Linked DNA regions of Astyanax mexicanus: region 1 is linked to region 2. Evidence: chromatin contacts called from public Hi-C data. All regions are on one chromosome and are shown on one strand. The core of a region is the stretch at or near the end of the contact, and the rest is flanking DNA. Distances in the headings are between cores, read along the strand shown. Region 1 overlaps smurf2 (SMAD specific E3 ubiquitin protein ligase 2). Region 2 holds the start of smurf2 (SMAD specific E3 ubiquitin protein ligase 2).

What was found. Hi-C and Micro-C count contacts between places; a contact is called where the count stands out from the background.
Region 1: a contact with region 2 is called in a Hi-C map of muscle, with 12 times the contacts expected there. The contact joins the enhancer-like site here to the promoter of smurf2 in region 2. A contact is called at or near these places in 2 of 3 Hi-C or Micro-C datasets (both in muscle).

The regions. Positions count from the first base shown.
Region 1 is chr19:38,019,150-38,022,619 of AstMex3_surface, reverse strand. It overlaps smurf2 (SMAD specific E3 ubiquitin protein ligase 2), which reads right to left. Exons shown (of 20, transcript XM_049467631.1): 14 at 2,224-2,338; 15 at 1,910-2,088; 16 at 45-182. Among protein-coding and RNA genes, the nearest start is that of ddx5, 12 kb to the left of the region's middle. Within about 2 kb of position 2,014, the one cell type or tissue checked has an H3K27ac peak away from gene starts, as active enhancers do.
Region 2 is chr19:37,945,574-37,949,524 of AstMex3_surface, reverse strand. smurf2 (SMAD specific E3 ubiquitin protein ligase 2) reads right to left here and starts at 1,749. Exons shown (of 20, transcript XM_049467631.1): 1 at 1,275-1,749. The coding sequence starts at 1,326. It overlaps kpna2 (karyopherin alpha 2 (RAG cohort 1, importin alpha 1)), which reads right to left. Exons shown (of 10, transcript XM_022665047.2): 9 at 3,838-3,951; 10 at 3,062-3,314. The coding sequence ends at 3,225.

The DNA of each region.
Region 1 (3,470 bases), core at 765-3,264, 73 kb before region 2:
CTTCATTAGGGACCATCATACGTCTCAGGATCCTTTACACATACCTGACATATTCCTTTTTGGTATCCTGGGTGACGGGGATGCTCTTGCCGTTGGGTTTGAGCTCATGCTGAATGATCTCCCCATAGGCGTTGTGTTCTACACAGAACGTGTGGTCCAGCACTCCTGTGATGTCATTATCACTGAGAAAACAAATGGGAAAACATAAGAGAAATGTTAAAAAAAAATAAAATAAAATAAGAGACCACTTAAAAATGATGAGTTTCTTCAATTTTTCCAAATTAAAAACCTCTGGAATATAATCAAGAGGAAGATGGATGATCACAAGCCATCAAACCACCAAACTGAACTGCTTGAATTTTTTGCACCAGGAGTGAGTAGCATAAAGTTATCCAAAAGCAGTGTGTAAGACTGGTGGAGGAGAACATGATGCCAAGATGCATAAAAACTGTGATTAAAAACCAGGGTTATTCCACCAAATATTGATTTCTGAACTCTTAAAACTTTATGAATATAAACTTGTTTTCTTTGCATTATTTGAGATCTGAAAGCTCTGCACCTTTTTTGTTATTTCAGCCATTTCATGACAATATTTTTTAATTTGGAATTTGGGAGAAATGCTGTCTGTAGTTTATAGAATAAAACAACAAAGTTAATTTTACTCAAACATAAACCTATAAATAGCAAAATCAAAGAAACTGATTCAGAAACGGAAGTGTTTTTTTTTAGAGCTGTATTTTCACATTATATAACGTACAGAAATACAGCACAGTACAGTAATATACCAATGTTAATGTGGGATTGAAAGTTTGACTCAATAACTACTCAAAGAGAAAAGATTCAACATCATTAACCCAACTTATGTATAATGATGTTCATACTGATATGCCAAAAGTCATGGGACAGCAGTAAGCACAATGATCATATGGTTTTGATCAATACGTCTGTAGAAGATGAAATATCAACTCTTCAGCTATTTACTCTTTAAGTAAAAGTGTTTAAAAAGTACTGGATTCAAAACTACTTAAAGTATAAAAGTAAAAGTAATGTAAGGAAAAAAAATAAAGCCATTAAGAACAAAAGCTTAGGCCACGCCCACAGAGTCCTATAGTGCACTACCCGCCTCCCCAAAAAACATTTATCTAAAAGCCATAATGACTATAATGTTATATTAATTATTAAAATGTTAATGTTGATAATATAATTTGCGATGCACTAGGCTCTCTACTGTTTCAGCTGCATATGTTCCCTATGCATATGTGAAAATATATGTATTTCAGTAGCTACAATGTAAATATATTAAAGAAGCATAGGTGGACTGGAGTTTGTCTGGAGTTCTTTTGAGTCTCTGCACGGATCATCTTCATACTAGACTACATACGTCTGCTATGTTCTTGCTGGAGTGTGTGTCTGGGGGGGGTGTGTGTGCAGGTGTGATGGATCACAGTATAAACCAATAGGGTGTCGGAATGGTATATATTTATACTTCTCTACATCCAATCACATTCAGATCTCATCACTCTATCTGGATGGAGAGATTTATCTGGATAGGGGTTTTATTGAACGATGAGAAGCTGCAATGAAAACAAGCTGAAATTAAATAGGAGTAACGAGGCTATTTTTATTTAAATGTAAGGAGTAGAAAGTTCAGATAATTGTGTGAAAATGTGGGAGGTAGAAGTAAAAAGTCGTCCGAAAAATAGGAATAGTAGAGATTACTAACATTTCTACTTAAGTAAGACTTAACAGACTTAAGAGTTCATTAGCTTCCATGGGACATGACAAAAGTCATGGAACACCCTTCCTGCTCCCATGACTCTCATGATATTTCAGTGTACATATAAAAACATGTTCTAATAACTCTTTTAAACAGATTAAACAGCCTAAATGCACATGAACAAGCACTTACAGGATCCAGACCAGACTGTTGTGGAGGTCAGGGTCCACAGACTCCATGTCATCCAGGGTGATGGGTTTGCCCAGCAGCTGTTTGTAGAAGGGCAGGGTGAAGCCGCCATCGATGTAGTGGCCGTGGAACACAGCCATGCCCATTATTCGGCCCACGAAGTGGAAGTAGGACAAGTGTTCCTAAAACGAAAAAGCAGTTTTAGGATCAATAATTGATGAACATATTGCACCAGCAGAGCAGAGGTTCTCCACATGGCTGAAAAAAGCCAAATAGGACAGTTAGAGTCTGTCTCAGTGAGAAATGCAGTTCTGTACCGGGTTAACGGCGGAGTCTGGGTTGATCTGTAGAGTGTAGATGTCATCTCGTGAGTACTGGAAGAGCCCGTAGTATGGATTCAGCATCTCGTGAGAGAGGAGGTACAGCCACTCCCTGCGTTCACACACAAACACGGACAAATTAGGCACAGTAGGCCTTTCAGTCCTTTCATCATAATTACGATATTGATTAATTGTACAAATGCTCAAATTGTGAATGTGAATGAGCTGCTGTGTCTATTCTGTTTAAAAGCAATGGTTTTATTTCATTTATGTTTTACTTTATTAGGATTTTTTAACCTTTTTGTCCTTTTTACCGATCCAGGTTCTACTCCACAACTTAACAACTTAACATGAACCCACAGCAGCTTCAGTCTGTAACCGAGAGCTAATACCATTACCCAGCTTTTGTTCTGGGTAAAATGCCATTTGTTTGGAGATATTTTAGTCTGGAAAAGCCAACAAAGCAGCACACTTATCTAGTCTTGGACTGCACAACAGTTTAAATGGATTTTCCCCATTAAAAGAAAAAAAAAAAGGCAAGAATTAGGCTTAATCGCTGTCTGCGAATTCATCTCTAAATAAATAAATAAATAAATACAGAAATAAAGGTTCACGCATGGAAATATTAAAATAGATTCCTAATATCATTTTACGTGTGTATTTTTCCATGACAAAATGTATAAGATTGTATTTATCTATACAATTATTCATGTGTGTATTTATTAATTTATTTATTAATACAACTATTAATTTGTGTATGTATGTATTTATGTATTCATTCATTCATTCATTCATTTGTGTTAATTTATTTATTTATATCTAAAACTGTAGTCTGTTTAGCCTCATGATGTAACCTTAAGCGCAACACCAAAAATAACAGTGATAATATAAAAAAAGAACAATGTAAAATAATTCCTATGAATAAATATAAAAATAAGTCTTTCATCAGAATTATCAGAAGAAATAATAATAAAAAATAATCCAATCCTAATGTCTCAATATTCTTAATAATTAACATTTTACTGTGCTTTAAAATACTGTATTTACTGTATTATTATATTTTGAACAAATCAGTGGCATAAGTTTTATCACAATGATTTCTGGGACTTTATATTGTCCGAAATAAATTCACTATATAATGTTCACTATAGAAAAGCAGCTTTTAGTTACAATCAGGTGATGCACTTCCCACTGGTCCCCACCAGAGGGACTAGTGTCCAGACTACCTTCATATAAAAGGAGGC
Region 2 (3,951 bases), core at 500-2,999:
CAAATCACAGGTTCAAAACACAAAAAGCATTGTAAAAATATTACATTTATGAATATTATAACATCAAATATTGAAATATTACTAGGTACATTGAATTCAAATATAGAAACAAGTATACAAACTGCAGATTTAACTACGTACTTAGCTTAGCTCTGCTTTTAAGCTCCACAGAAATTATGTTAGCTAATATTAGCAATTGGAGCTCAAAATTACAGTGTCATTACATATATAAACATATATATTTGCTAGCTATTATAAGACTTAGAATCCTGCAGTAATTAACCATTAATTCCCGTTAAATAAGCAGAGAGAAAAAGAGGAGAGAATGAAAGGGACTGAATGACTGAAAAATAAATATTTATGGATATATTTTTTTTATTATAAAGCACATTTCAACACCTCAGTTTAAAACGAAAATAAAAACTATGTTAAACGGATTAAAACTAAGAATATTACACCAATAAATACTTAACGTTAAATATTTGAAGTTTCTAAAAGGCAAAGTACATTTAAGTCAAATATAAGCTAGATAGCTAACCCATCTATTATTAGACGTAACTTGAATTCTGCAGTAATTAACTACTATTTCCCTAAACAAAATAAGTAGAGAGAAAGAGGAGAGAATGAAAGAGTGAATAAAGTGAGAAATAAATGTCTGGTATGTGGTAAATAAATGACTACGTCTAGGAACCATTTATGGATCTAATTTTAAATTATAAAGGATATTTCACCACCTCACAGGTTAAAAACAGAAAAAAGCACTGATAAAACGATTAAAACTATGAGTATCACACTATTAAATACTTAAATATTTCACGTTTATTAATAGCAAATAACATTTTGATCAAACATTGGCTAAATAATGTTAAACATTGCAAATTAAACTAGTTAAATACTTAACCTAGCTAACCAAACGCTGGGTTATAACCTAGGCTTTTAAGCTCCATAGCAACCAAGCTAGCTAGCCTAGCTAATCACAGCTAGCAGGACTAGCCAGCCTCATAGATTACGATAGGTTAGCTAGCTAGTTAGCTAACTACCCATCAATAGGAGCTCAGACTTAGCCAGCTAACTATTTAATAATTAAACGTATAGTTAAATTAGAACTATCTTTTATTAGACGATACATTTTGCAGATATTTACTCATTCATGCTATGCTAGCTACTTAGCTTAGCCTACTCGAATACGCTACAGCTAAGCGCTAGCTACACCAAAGCCGCTGCTGGCGGCTGTCTCTCGCAGCTTCATCATCTTCAGCTTCCAGCGCTCTTACCTGTTAAACGCAACTTCACAGGCCCGTTTCTCCTTCCCCCTTGATTAGACATGTCCCTTATCTTTCCAGCTTGGTCGGAGAAATCCCGTGTTAAAGCCCCGGTTTGTTTTTTATTGCCCGTTTTCTGCTCGTTGCGCTGAGCCAGCCTGGCCGCTTTCTCTCACTCACAGTGAGCTGGGAATAATAATGGAGGCGCTGCGCTATGGCCCGGATGTGCACGGAGCCGCTGCTGGAGCCATGTCCACTCACTCTCTACACTAGCTACGTGCAGTTTTCTCAGGTTAAAAAGCGGTTTAGACGGTGATAAATCGGTTTAAAACGGAGTATTGGGTTTGATGGAGCTGTACGCGCCTCTCCTGAGCCCATTCAGTGAGGAGGACTGAGTATAAGCCTGGGGGAAAAGTTGAGCAGAGAGGGAGACACTGCTACTAGGGAGCTGAACACCCTACTGCCTACAGTCCGTCACTGCCTACTGGCATATGTTCAGATCTGGAGGGGAGGGGAGAGAGAGGGAGAGAGGGAGAATAGATGATAGAGAGAAAAAGAGAGATGTGAGAATAGGATAGTGTGAGACCAAAAGAATAAATGGAAGTAGGGGGAAAAAAAAGGGAAGAGAGAATTAGTAAAGGGAAAAAAAAGACACTAAGAAACAAAAAAAAGATTATATAAGAGGCAGGGAGAATAAAAGGAGAAAGAAAATGAGAATATGTACAAAAGAGCAAGAAAAAGAAAATTTAAGAATAGGAATGGAGTGAGAATGAGGGGTAGAAAATGAGCAAAAAAATGTGAGAAAGATGAGGTAAGTGGCAGAGAGAATCAAAGGGGAAACTGAAAAAATATATATGGAGAAAAAGAGCAATAAAAATTAGATGAGAGTTTAGGAGAGAAAAAAAAAATGAGAGAATGAGACTAAAAGAGTGCAAGAATGAAGGGGAAAGGATGGACCGAGCAAGAGAGAAAAAGATGAGAACAAGAGGCAAAGAGAACCCAAGAGGGGATAATTGAAGAAAAAGAGAGGGGGGGGGGGGGGGGAAATTGGAGGAAGGAGAAAAGAAAAAAAAAATTAAAATGAGCAAGAGAAAAATGTGAGAATAGGGAGAGAGAATGAAAGATTACAGTAAAAGAACAGTGAGAGATTATATAAAAAGAGGCAACAAAAATAAAATAGGGAAAATAGAAAAAAAAAAGAGAATATGGAGAATGAAAGCAAGAAAAACTGACAGAATAAAAAAAAGGAAAGAATGAGGTAGAGAATGAGCAAGAGAAAAATGTGAAAATATGGAGGAGATAGTGAGACCAAAAGTGCTAGAATGAGTAGAGGGGAAAATAAGAGACTGAGTGAGAAAGATTAGATAAAAGATGCAGAGAAAAAGAGGGAGAATGGAAAGAACATTGAGAGTGAGAGCAAGAATGAGTCAGAAAAAGATTGAGACAGAATTAAAGAAAAGGAGTAAAAATATACAAAAAGGGGGTATTGAGAGACTGAGTGGCAGAGACCGAAGAAAGTAACAGAATCAGACAGAGCCCCCCCCCCCCCCCCCAAAAAAAAAAAAAAAAAAAAAAAAAAAAAAGAAAAAAAAAAAAAAAAACACACACCTCTCTTATTCTAGTTCTCCCCTTTACCTGCCACATTGTGTTATGGGCCAGTTCCCTATACATGGTTTATGCCTACTCCAGGACTACTGAGCATTTTTCATGAAGATTTCCCATTAAAAAAAAAAAAAATTAAATAAAATGAAAAAAAATTAATCTCCAAAGTCACAGTCAAAAGTATTTCAACCACACTGTTTCTCATTTGTTTATTTATTTTATTTACACTATAATAAAATGGACAGTTCCATATGTACAATTCTGAAGAACAGAGACGCCCATCACATCACAAACACTGAACAAGAAGACAGAACATATAGAACACATCCGCACAACAGGAGCAGGGACAGAAGAAGAGGTTTAGAAGTTGAAAGTGCCTTGGTTGTCATTAATCTGGAACGCATAGCCATCGGTTGTAACTTCAGGAGCCACACATTCATCCTCTTCCTCCTGAAAGAAGGGTAATTCAATAAAAAAATGAATACTGTACATTAAAGAGGTCTAAAGTCCATATTGACAAAAAAACTAGATTTTTTTGTTGCATAATTTATATTTGCTTGTTTTAAACATTAGATTTCTTTATTAATCCTACAGCAGTAAAACTCACAAAAATCACAATGTAACTATATTACAGCAGTGGTACACAGTTATATATAAATGTAAATACACAGTACATTTATCTAAATTAATAGAACTTATAAATGCTAGAAAATACAAATAAAATATTTTACTGATAACTTGATAGAGTGCATCTGTAAGCTGATGGAAAATTATTCTCCCCTCAGGGATTAATAAAGTGTTATCCTAACTCTTAAAGAAAACCTGTATGCATGCAAGAATAAATAAATAGGAGCTTTAAAATTAAGTCAGATTAAAATGTGCAAGGGATATAAAGCAGTTAGAAAAATGTAAATGAACAGTTTAGGTTTTAAACGAGAATCATTGGTCATAATGGCCAGGTTATAGCACCTACCTCTCCAGAAAAGTATTTCTCAATGAGGTTGAGTGAGGCTTTGTACACCATTTCATTCTCATGGGTCTGCAGGGCTTCGATTTTATCCAAGCCTCCACATTCTTCAATCATCAG